Regions from separate parts of the Mus musculus genome. Here region 2 is linked to region 1. The links are chromatin contacts, called in public HiChIP or PLAC-seq maps. All regions are on one chromosome and are shown on one strand. Each heading gives the region's core, a stretch centred on a gene start, on an enhancer-like site or on the middle of the called end of the contact. The rest is flanking DNA. Distances are from core to core; before and after follow the strand shown. Region 1 holds the start of Clnk (cytokine-dependent hematopoietic cell linker). Region 2 has its middle 21 kb from the start of Gm46937.

What was found. HiChIP or PLAC-seq counts read pairs in DNA pulled down with a chosen protein or histone mark.
Region 2: a contact with region 1 is called in an H3K27ac HiChIP or PLAC-seq map of extraembryonic endoderm stem cells, with 4 times the contacts expected there. The contact joins the enhancer-like site here to the promoter of Clnk in region 1. A contact is called at or near these places in 9 of 39 promoter capture datasets (HPC-7-derived erythroid cells, cranial neural crest, embryonic stem cells and 5 more), 1 of 115 datasets of contacts at active chromatin or transcription factors (extraembryonic endoderm stem cells) and 3 of 9 other capture datasets (adipose tissue, liver and pancreatic islet).

Annotation. Positions count from the first base shown.
Region 1 is chr5:38,873,544-38,879,145 of GRCm38.p6, forward strand. Clnk (cytokine-dependent hematopoietic cell linker) reads right to left here and starts at 3,150. Exons shown (of 19, transcript NM_013748.3): 1 at 3,059-3,150.
Region 2 is chr5:39,099,898-39,105,499 of GRCm38.p6, forward strand. No RefSeq gene overlaps it. Among named protein-coding and RNA genes, the nearest start is that of Gm46937, 21 kb to the left of the region's middle. Within about 2 kb of position 3,169, at least 2 of the 459 cell types and tissues checked have an H3K27ac peak or open chromatin away from gene starts, as enhancers often do. A contact at or near this core is called in extraembryonic endoderm stem cells, where this site is marked.

The DNA.
Region 1 (5,602 bases), core at 1,900-4,399:
GGCTGGGGATTTGGTCAGTGGGGAGAGTACTTGCCTAGTATGCAGGAGTTCCAGGGTTTGATCCCTAGCGCCACATAAAACTGAGTGTGTGGCTCTTGCCCGTGATCCCTGCACTTAGCTCGAGGCTAGAAGGTCAGACATTCAAAGCCATTCTTAGCTATCTTTTGAGTTGGAAACCAGCCTGGGCTAGATCTTCTTTCTGTTTAGTAACTTAATCCCTTAATCTCATGCTAGGATGGTGGGCATGACTGAGTGAACCCAGAAGAACTCTGCCCTTAATAGAACTTAGCAGTTGACGTGGTGAGGGATGTTGACTGCTTTATGTATGTGGCAACATTCTGAGAAGAATGCTTCCAGCTCGAATTCTGATGTCCTGCATTTGAACTTGAGCATGGTACAACATGGCTGTTCACTCACTGGGTAGCTAGTCTCTTCTTTCTCAGACTCAGCAGCTAACTAAGTTTGCTGTCAAGCTCATAGCACCCGGCCGAGCGTCAAAATGACTGAACGCCAGAAGCATGTAAGTGAAGATCAAAGAGTTTAATCCACTTACCCGAAGGCATTTTAACACATGCTAGCGTCATGCCCAGTTTAGGGCGAAATCTCAAAGCCCCAACTCTTTCCACTTTACCTGAAGTTCAACCAAGTGAAATCCTCTGAGTTTCAGCTTTAATATCTTTTGCTGTTGTTGTTTGCCCCCCATACTTCATTAATTATTAAGATCAGTAAATGAGGACCCAGATACTCAGAGGCTCTATTCCAGGCTGTGGAACTTTGGTGTATCTCTGTTTTCTAATGAGATCATTAAAATGAAATATTTGCACATTGATACATAATGATAAATTCTATGGTAGCTGTAGAATATTTATGAATGAAGTTGGATCTGATTTGAGATCAGGAAAGAGGAGTGGCAGAGAAAAAAAAGAAAATGTTTACTGAATGTGTCCTAATAATTATAACGATGTATTGAATGTCAGGTATGCACAGTACTTCACTTAATACAAATATTAATAAGACTAAATAATTGTCCATCTGGTCTTTGTTGATGTCGTCCCATTATAAAGATTGGGCTGGAAAGATGGCTCAACGGCTAAAAGTGACTTTGTTTAAATTCCCAGAACTCACATAAAGGCTGGAGCAGTGACTGACTGACTGTAATCCCTGCACTCGCAGGGCGAGATGAGATGAGAGAGAAGAGAATCCCCTGGAACTCCTGGGCCAGCTAGCAAGCTCAGCAGCAACAATGAAGACACTGCCACAAGCAAAGTTGGAAGACAAGGACCGAAACACTCCTTTGTTTTCTAATCTCTTCACACATGCTATGGGCTGCTCCCTCGCCTCTGTGTGTGTTTGTGTCTGTGTGCCTGTGTCTGTGTGCCTGTGTATGTGTGTGTGTGTGTGTGTGTGTGTGTGTGTGTGTGTGTGCAAGAGAGAGAGAGAGAGAGATCTTTAAGAATGCAGGAATTGAGGAATAGAGATAATAAGAACGTACCCAGTCAAAGTGTCAGAGTTTCAGTGTCAGAGTTAGGACCCTGACCCCTGACCCACTCAGTCAACATCAAATTCTACAGTTTCCTAGGCAGCACTGAACTCAATAAAAAGCAAACCAGAAATGTGGTCCCCTAAGTTTTAGGCTAGAGCTGACCAGATGGAACTGAAAGTGATAGCCCTTGGCTTTATAATGGCCTTGTTCATGGAGTCATCTGAGAGGGCATCTTCTCAGGTGGGGGAGGGGGCAGAAGTGCCACCATGAAGACATCTGGGCTCAGAGAAGATTCCTGGGAATGGATTCAAGGACATATCCTATAAAGCTGTAAACACACCCGGGTCACTTTTAGCCAAAAAAAATAAAAACAAAAAAACAAAACAAAAAAAAAAAACCCAAAAAAAACACTTGGGTGAAATTAGTTTAGGTTTGAATTTTGTTTACTGAATCCGTTGCTGTGTAAACAATCTTGACCACACTCCTTGGACCACAGCAGCTCCCATCTGTGAACCAGAGAACAAGATCCCTCTAAGGCTCAAAGCTGGTGGGAGGGTTAAGTGAGTTAATGCAGGGAGCATGGCTGGCTGGAGCCCGAGTTAAATCGATGCACTTTCCTTTATACCTCTCTAGGGTACATTCTATGTGAGGCCTCTGGGAGGATTTCTAAAGGTTTCTGTGCTGTGCCTCCAATTAGCCAGAGCTACCATTGTCTTCCTGGGGTTCACAATGACCACTCCCTGTAGTTTGCCTGAGCCCTGGAAGTCAAAGGACACCATCACCGAGGGGGGGGGGTGTGCTAAAATTTAGACAAGAACAACACTCATAAAAATCATAAATTAACTATTAATAAATCCCAGTCATACTTTTCTTCCTGAGCCAGTGTCTACACTTTGATGACACTTCTTATTCGCCACCCCCCCCAACTCAACTTTGCTCTCACAACCTTCTGAGAAAAACCTGGAGGAGCTGCCTGCAGGCACCAATGGAGGGTACGAATTTTATCCTTGCTTAATCTAACTTAGACTCCTCTGTCCTGGGAAGGGAGGGTGTTTGCCTTATTCTAAAGCCTCCATCTTCTGCAACAAAGCCAAAAGAAAACACACACACACACACACACACACACACACACACACACACACACACTTTCCCCAGGGCTGAAGGAGTTTGCTTCTCCTTTGAATGGGCGCCTTCTTCTGAGGCTGCTTTTCTAGCGGCTCCTCCAATGGAGGTTAAAAACACGGCGGTAGACTTTGTCTCTTGATTTTAGCAACATAGGCTTGGGGATGGAGGTGTCTAAGCTGCAGGAAGAATAGACTGAAAAGCCTTAATCTTACATTATTTTCTGGGCAGACATTTGGAGTTCTTTCAGAGCAGAATGAAGGTGTCTTCAAAGCCGGGCTGAAGAAGCTGGCTTCCCTTTTGCCCATTTAATGGCATATGGAATGCTCAGGTTTTCATGTTAAAAAAAAAACCCTCCTTTTTCTTTATCTGTGTGAAGCTCTTTCTAATGGTCACCATGACAGTGTGAACCAAGAGACACATGCTAAGACAGAGCTGTTCTGTTTAGTTTACCTGCTCAGTCTTCCTTTAGTCAAGGGCTCAGTGTTGAGACGGCTAGCTCCTGGAAAGGGGGTCCACGGTCGCATCCTGGAGCACTCTGTAAGATAGAGTTGACATGTTCTCTCCCCTCAGCAGAGTCCTTCAGCAGAGAGTGCCTTGTATGTGCCTGTTAGTTTTGGTTTTCCGAGAAACGCAGCCACAGACCTGGGCAGTTTGGCCTCGTAGCAGGCCAGACTTCCTCTTTGTGAACTGTGGTACTAGCTTTGAAGGTGTGGAGGCTGTCAAAGCTGACCTGACGTCGTGTCATACAGATTCGTGTGCATCCCTTCACAAGAGTCAGAACATGTGGCAGTAGACTGCTGAGCGACTCAAAGTGAGCTTTGCCTGGCGGACATATGGACTGTCTTGTGACTGCAGGCCTCCCTAAGCTCCTCAGACACATGCAGCCTCTCGGGGATTATTCAGAAAGCACCCAGACGCAGAAGAGAAGTGGTTGGCTCCTATTCTTGCTCTGTTTGTTATTGAAAATGGGATCATAGGTAATTCTCATATCCATGCGCAAAGTCATGTAGCATATTTGGAGCACACATTACAGACTCAATATATGCCAATCTGTTTCTTCCTTAACCTTAATCCTTTTAAGCTGTCCTCTGGAGTGCCCACTGCAGTGGTCCTTGAGGATTTAATGTTATTTAAATGGATTTTATTGATGTTGAAATTTATAACAAATTCCTACATTGTTTAGGATAAATTCAAAAAAGTTTATTTCTTTGGGGGGAGGGGAGATAGCTCTGGCTTTGACTTAATGAAGGAAACACTAAAATAAGCTCTTAAGGGGTGTTAATTATGAGCCAAGCCTTGCACTAAGCAGATTTAGGTATCAACCTGTTTAATTTGCCAGTAACTACGTGAGAAGAATATTCTTTTTCATTTTGCAATTGTGAAAACTGATGCCCATTCATTCTCTTTATCAGTGAGCCTTTACTGCATCTGGGGCTTAACAAGATGTGTTTACTGTTTTGTGAGTCAGGTTAGTTAGTTGGTTGTTTTGGTCTAGACCTGTATAAGTTTGTTAGGCTTTGCACACCAGTGTCCCACGGAAAGTAGTGGCCTACAGAGTAGAATGTATTGTCTCCCAGTTCTGGAAGCTGGAAATCCAAGATCAAGCATTTTTGGTTTCTTCTGGGCCTCTTGAGGGAGAGATGTGTATTTGGCACCTTCTAAGTTTGTAGATGGCTGTCTTTCTTTTCACACAGCATCCTCTATGTGTCTATTCAAATTTCTCCTTTTTAAAGGAACCAGGCAATCTGGATCAGGGCTTACACTCTGACCTCATTTTAAACTTACGTCTCTGTAAAAACCTTTGTCCATATAGGTCACATTTTGATATACTAGGGATAAGGACTACTAAATAAAAAATTTGAAAGGACATTCTTCACCCATTGGAGGGCCTCCAAACTGCCCCTTATCCCTCCAAGCTGCCCCTCATCCCTCTGCAGGCTGTCCAAGGCTCATTTTCCTGACATTTGAGTACAAGAGGGTGGAAGCCATACACACACACCTTTCTTAAGTCTCTGTTAGCATTCTGTTTGTTCAGATCTCATTGACCAAGGTTAGACTCCTGGTTTGTTTCATCCAGAGTGAGTATGGAGACACTTTCTCAAAAGTGAAATGCAGACAAGTACTTTACAATGGAAAACACATAGGCATCACATTACAGTTAGTTCTAAGGACATTGAAAAGGCAAGTCCAATACAAAATACCCATTAAGGAAGAATTAAAGATTGGTGGGAATATGGTTATATGTGATGTTTACTGCTTTTTTGAAATAGAAAAATAAGTAATCCCAGTTCTTTGGGGGGATAGAGAGGAAGCAGGATCCGTAGATCAAGATCATTTTTTATGATGTGGTTTTGAGCCAACCTGGGCTGCATGAAATTCTGTCTCAAAAAGCAGAGAACAATTACTATCTGCCAATCATGCTATTAGATGCTAGAACACAATTGCATTAAACACATACCTTGCTCTTTATCTCTCATAGTTTACTTTTTTGAGGAGTCAAAAATGGACAAACTTTACTAACAAAGAACTATTGATTTCATCCAATACAATGAGGTGGGCCTGCTTCGACAATTTTTTGTTCATTGGCTCCTTCTGCCTACTACATGCCAGGCATTGGGTCAGATATAGAGGCTCAAAGGTAAAAGAAAAACAATATTGCTGCTTCATGGGGATAATAGGCCAGAGAGGTATTAAATGAGAAATGCTAAACATGGTAGCTCTTTTGAGATAGGAAAACAGAGGTTCTCACATGTGTGTAACAGGCTAGTTATCGCCCACTCTGGGTTCAGAAAATACTTCCTTTCGGGAGGTGATGATGAAAGCCAAGGTCTCCATGATGGGTGAGGATTTTCTAGACCAAATGAAGAGAAATAAGGGAAATGAAGGATGGAAAGAAATGAAGAGAGGGAGGGAAGGAGGAAGGAAGGCAGAGAGTGGAGAAGGAAGGAAGATAGGGACAGAGGGATGGTGTGGGAAAACATCTGGAGCCCAAGA
Region 2 (5,602 bases), core at 1,919-4,418, 230 kb after region 1:
TCTGCATGGTCTCTGGGTAGCTCTGTGTATTGACATTCCAGCCAGAAATTGAGTGCCAAGTATAGGAATTTTAAAGTAGAAGTGTCCTGAATTTGAATCCTGGCCGGGTCGCTTACCGGCTTCACGGCTGTGGTACATTATCTTCTATGCTGCTTAAATTATTCATGTGTAGTTTGGAGCTTGCACCCGCTTTCTCCCAACACTCTAGCGATTGTGTCAGACGGCACATCAAATGATCTGAATTCTGGCCTTTGAATTATGCATTTGGTTTATTCTCATCATATTACCCCCTTCTGTCATTCAGGAAGTATTTCTTTCTAGATAATCCTAGCCAGTCACCAGTATTTTCACTAAATTTCTAGACAGTGTGGTTTCTTTGGTAAGTTGAAAGTAGTTCTTGGTTTAAGATTTTGTAAAGGTAAGAGAGCTGGTGGAAGAAAATATGCCCTTTCAATGAATCCATCTGTTAGACATGATGAAACACAAATGTACAACCCTCAATTCCCCTTCCCAGGACCCTTGCTGCTCTGATCTGATCCAGTTCTAACCTCAACAATGGTAGCTACCAGCTTTCTTCTATCTTGACCTTGGGTGTTGGTTTTAACTACAAAGCGGTGCATCCCTAAGCCGGGGCTTTTGATATCCATGCCATGGTGTTTCTCTGAAGTTGTGGAAACTGATGCCCATACTTTGCAGGCATTTCTTGTATTCACTCACACATTTTTTCCTCTGTGGTGATCTCTGGTGCTCCCTGCTTTCTTCTTCTATGGAGGAAGGCTTATTTACATTTTTACTTGTAGGATAGAAAAACTAAAACCTTGGGGGCCAATCATGTCTCTTGTATTTCAATTACTAAAACCCCCAGTCATGTCTCCCACAGCCTTTCCTGGTGTCTCCATCACTGGTGTTCTCCACAGACCACTGAGTCCAGTCAAACTAACTTCTGCCTAAGACACCCATGATAAACTTGTTTGGTTTCATGGATGTTCTGCCAAATAGTTTTCTGTCTCATACATATAAGAAGAGGTAGGTCCTGATAACTAGCACTGGTCTTTCTCAAATTCAGAACCACTGTGAACTAAATCCCAAAGCCATATCCTGCTTGATGAGACATTCTACTACATTCTAGGCTAATTAAATTATTCCTTGTGATACTGAGGACATCCTAGAAAATATAGGCTTTCGTAGCATAGGCCGAGTATTTAAAAACCACAAATAAACAATTAAATATGCCATTTTTCATACATATCCTGCATACTTCCAATACAATGAGTTAGAAGAATGATACTTTTATCATTTAAAAGTTGTTGTATCCATACCACCTGAAAGGAATGATAGGATAAGCCAGCACGGTGTCTTTCTCTTTTGCCTCATTCACATCTTTGTTTAAGTCTTGCCTGGGCTCTGAAGTAGCATCCATTTTAAAGTTGGTTACCTGCACACCTCCAAGGCACTTAGGTGCAGGCACATCTTCAAGAACTGAGGGTCAGATATACAGGAAGCATTTATCTTGGGGCTGAGAAGTAAACATCATGAAAGTGGATGTTCATTATGAGAACTTATGTTAATATCATCACAAAACACAAGGCTACAAGTAAATGATGCACACATTTCCTTTAATAACTGTGTGTATGCTGTATGTATATGCACATGTATGTGTATATGTGCACATACATGTGTGTTGGTATTGTGAGCATGTATGTGTGTGTGTATATGCACGTGTACTCCTTTGCATATGTATGCATGTGTCTTTATGTGCACATGTGTGCATGCACATGTGTGCATATGTGCATAAATGCATATGCACATACTTTTATATATGTGCATATCTGTGTGCATATATACTTGAATGTGTGAATATATAATCAATATGCATATGTACATTTGCACATGTTGTATATATGCATGAGATGCATGAGTGAGTGTGTGTGTGTGTGTGTGTGTGCATGTGTGAGTGTTTTAAGGAAACTCTTAATACATAGAGCTCTGGGTTAAGAATCACCCACTAAAATTTACCACTTGTACCTCCCAGGTTATTATGATCCAGCTGAACAGATATTAATTAGGAATATGGAATCACTGTCCTTACTTAGCAAGTAGTACTAAAGTCAGTCATTCCTTTTAAAATAATGAGAGGTTGCAGGCATAGATGACTTTGGAAAGGCAAAGTTCTGCAAATGGAAAATTGCCATTGCATAAAAACTACAGTGGATAAAGACACAATGAAGCATCACTCTGCTTTTGTAGTTTTATTAGTTATTTTATGGGATGAGAGTTCACACCCACGCTGTCATGTTACTAACTGTTCAGTGTTTACTGGTACAATGCCATGAGGTTTGAAGTGCACTTCCAGTTGCAGGTGAAGGAGGACGGTAGTTTTAAGGGAGCCCCAGACAAGAGATGGATTAGAAACGTAGTTGGGTAAGCATTTAGAGACACAGATAAAACAGTTTCAAATACTAAGCCCCAGGCAAATGCCCTGCATTCCATGCTGAGATCACAGGAACCCATGTCAGGGCAGGCACCTTACGAAACCATCTAAGAGCAAGGTGCAAGAACATGAAGCGGGGAAAATGAGGGTAGGTGTGTGCACAGTTAAATATATCTATTCCCTCATAAAAAAGAAGTTCATTCTTGCCCTCTGAGCAGATATGTGAGATGGGTTTAAAGATGAAAGCAAAACAAGTTTATTGTAGTTACCGGGGCTTCTCTCTTGCATTCCATGCAACTAAAAGGAAGAAAGGAAGGATGACGACCGACAAAGAGCAAAGGATTCCTTTTAACACCCATAGGGCTAAAATGCAAGACTGCTAGAGAGAGTAGTCACCAAGTATGTCTCCTGACACTGATGGCCATTCATCCATTTTTGCCTATGTGATGCCAAAACCTCCCTTCCTCCCTACAATAGGACCTCTCTGGAGATGCAGAGCATGTCATGGAGTTCTCTAAGGGACCCTTTTCTATGTATAGATCCATCTCCTAGATTCTTCCTTATAAATTACCACAAACCACAAAGAATCAAAGATATATTTTCTTATAGTTCCAGAGTTCAGAAATGAAGTTGATAATAGGGCTGAGTTTTTGGCAAAAGCTCTCAGAAAGGATGATTCTTTGCTTCATTTATTTTCTGGTGGTTCTATGAGTTTCTTATCTTGTAGCTACATTGCCTCCATCTTTGTCTCTATTATCACATAGGATAACTACTATTGATACAGGGTCCACTTTAAATCCAGGATGGTGTTATCATGAAATTACTTGGGTAAAACCCATTTTCTAAATAAGATCATATTCACAGATTGGGTATTAGCACTTATAGCTTTAGGAGTCATTCTTCATGATGATTACATTTAATTGTCATTTGTCACAGTGTAGAAAGAGTCTCATCGAGGAATTTTCTAGAGCAGATTAGTCTGTGGGCACACCTGAGGAATTGTCTTGAATAGGTTAATGGATGTGGGAAGACTCAGCCTGAAAATGGATCAGAACTGAGTAGGAGCAGAGGGCGTGCACTGAGTAGTAAGTATGCATACACCTATTTGATCTCATCTCTTGTGTACAGGTGTGCCTAGATGATTTGACTTCCCTGAAATGACAAACCAACTACATGAGATTGTAAACCAAATAAAACCTTTTGTCTTCTAAATCTTTTCACTGAGGTGTTTATCACAGCAACACAAATACAGCCAGACACTTCTCACCACACCACACTGTACAGCCTCTAAACGCTTCAGCCTCTGAACTCATTATCAAGGTAGGTCCCTCTTGCTCCCATTGTGAGCAAGGCATTTAAAGTAAACAAGATAGAGCCAATGATTTGATTAAAGGGGTATGCCCACTAAAAGCCAAAGATAGGAAAGCGACCATTGTTCTCTTGATAGGACAACAATGTAATTGTGATTTGACAGGTCGGGCACCTTTGCAGACTGTTTTTCAGATGTTACTCAGTTCAATTCTTTCACAACCTACAGAGTAGACTTTGCTTACTGTTTCAGAGATGAGGGAGCTGAAGCACTGGATTCTGGGAAATTTGCTGGAGCTTAACACAAGTCACTAGTCACCTGGGATTCTCTGAAAGAAGGCTGGTGGTGGAGACTCTTCTTTGCTCCTGGCCCACTGTGTCACTTGATATTCTTTCCTTGGCATCCTGTGGGATCCAAGACTGGCAGGCAGTGATGGATGCTGCTCTCTCTACACGTTCAATAGAGAACTGTTTGAGTAAATCACGTGCTCCATTCCCATGCCACTCAACAGCAGCTCAATGTCTTGAAAACATTTTATGATACTTTGAAATATCCACGAGGTAATGTTGAACAAAAATCAAATAATTTAAGAATAAATATAGTTTTAAAAAGCAAATCAGACAGAGTGTGTTATAATGTTAATACTGGCTGTTTCTAGTCTGGAATATTTTCCCTACTCTCATTTTTTATAGTTTTCAAATTGTCTGTAATAAGTCTATATTGCTTCCATGGAAAGGTGAAATCAAGACTGCTATTAATTTGGGACAAAACATTTAAGAAAAAAAAAAACAACCAAAAAATCTTATCCTCAAGCCTGTGGAGGAATATAATAATGAGAATGTAAAATTCTGAAGGCTGTTGCTTAGAAAGGGCCACTTATGGACAATCTTACTGAAAGCAGACCTTATCACGGCATTTAGTCCAAAGCACAATAACATCATGCTTCCAACGTAATGGGTCCCATTCCAGCCACCACAAGTGGAAAGTCTGCTGTGAAGATACATATAGACAAAAACCAGACAGAGGTGGAGAAGTTTAAGAATCTTTTAGATGCCAAGGTATCCAAGGACTAATTACTGTCTCTGTCTTTTTCTGCCTAAATGATGTCATTCACTTTTTCTTGGTGACCCCATTTTATATTTCATAGATGATCCAACTTCCCCTTGCAGTCAGAAGGCTCTTCTTGCCCTTTATGTTTGTCTCCACATCACAGGTAATTCATCATTTTGGCATGTACCCTTTAATATACACCTGTTATGGCTTTGAGCAGCAGCAGCTTCCTTTGACAACAATGCCTTTGCTCAATAGCAAGATCCTGCTAGTTCATGGATTGGCTGCCTTGCCAATCCATGTGTCTTTTTTCTGGTTCAGTTCTTATGGATGCCGTGAGTAAGGAATTTCCCATAATTGGATGGTTTCCATAGCAGGGACTGTGAAAAATGAATATTCCACATGGTTCGTGTAGTAAGGAGTTTACCTTTCTTATAAAACAGGCTTTATATGAGAAACAGAAATAAGTGATTCCAGGATCAACAGTCCAACATAGAACTTCATTTCTAAGTGAAATGCAGGAAAAATCTGTATTAATGTGGCCAAATTGGGGAAAAAGATAAAGAGGTCTAGTGATTTCCCCACCTACCCCAGACCTATTTTGAAATACTTTATTTGAAGTTATGGTTTAAGTAGAAGACCAGAATTTTACACATACACACACACACACACACACACACACACACACACACACACACACACACACACACATACACACACACACACACACACACACACACACACACACACACACACACATATATATAATTTCCCAGTCAAATTGTGGTCCTGCCCATTATTCCATTATTAAT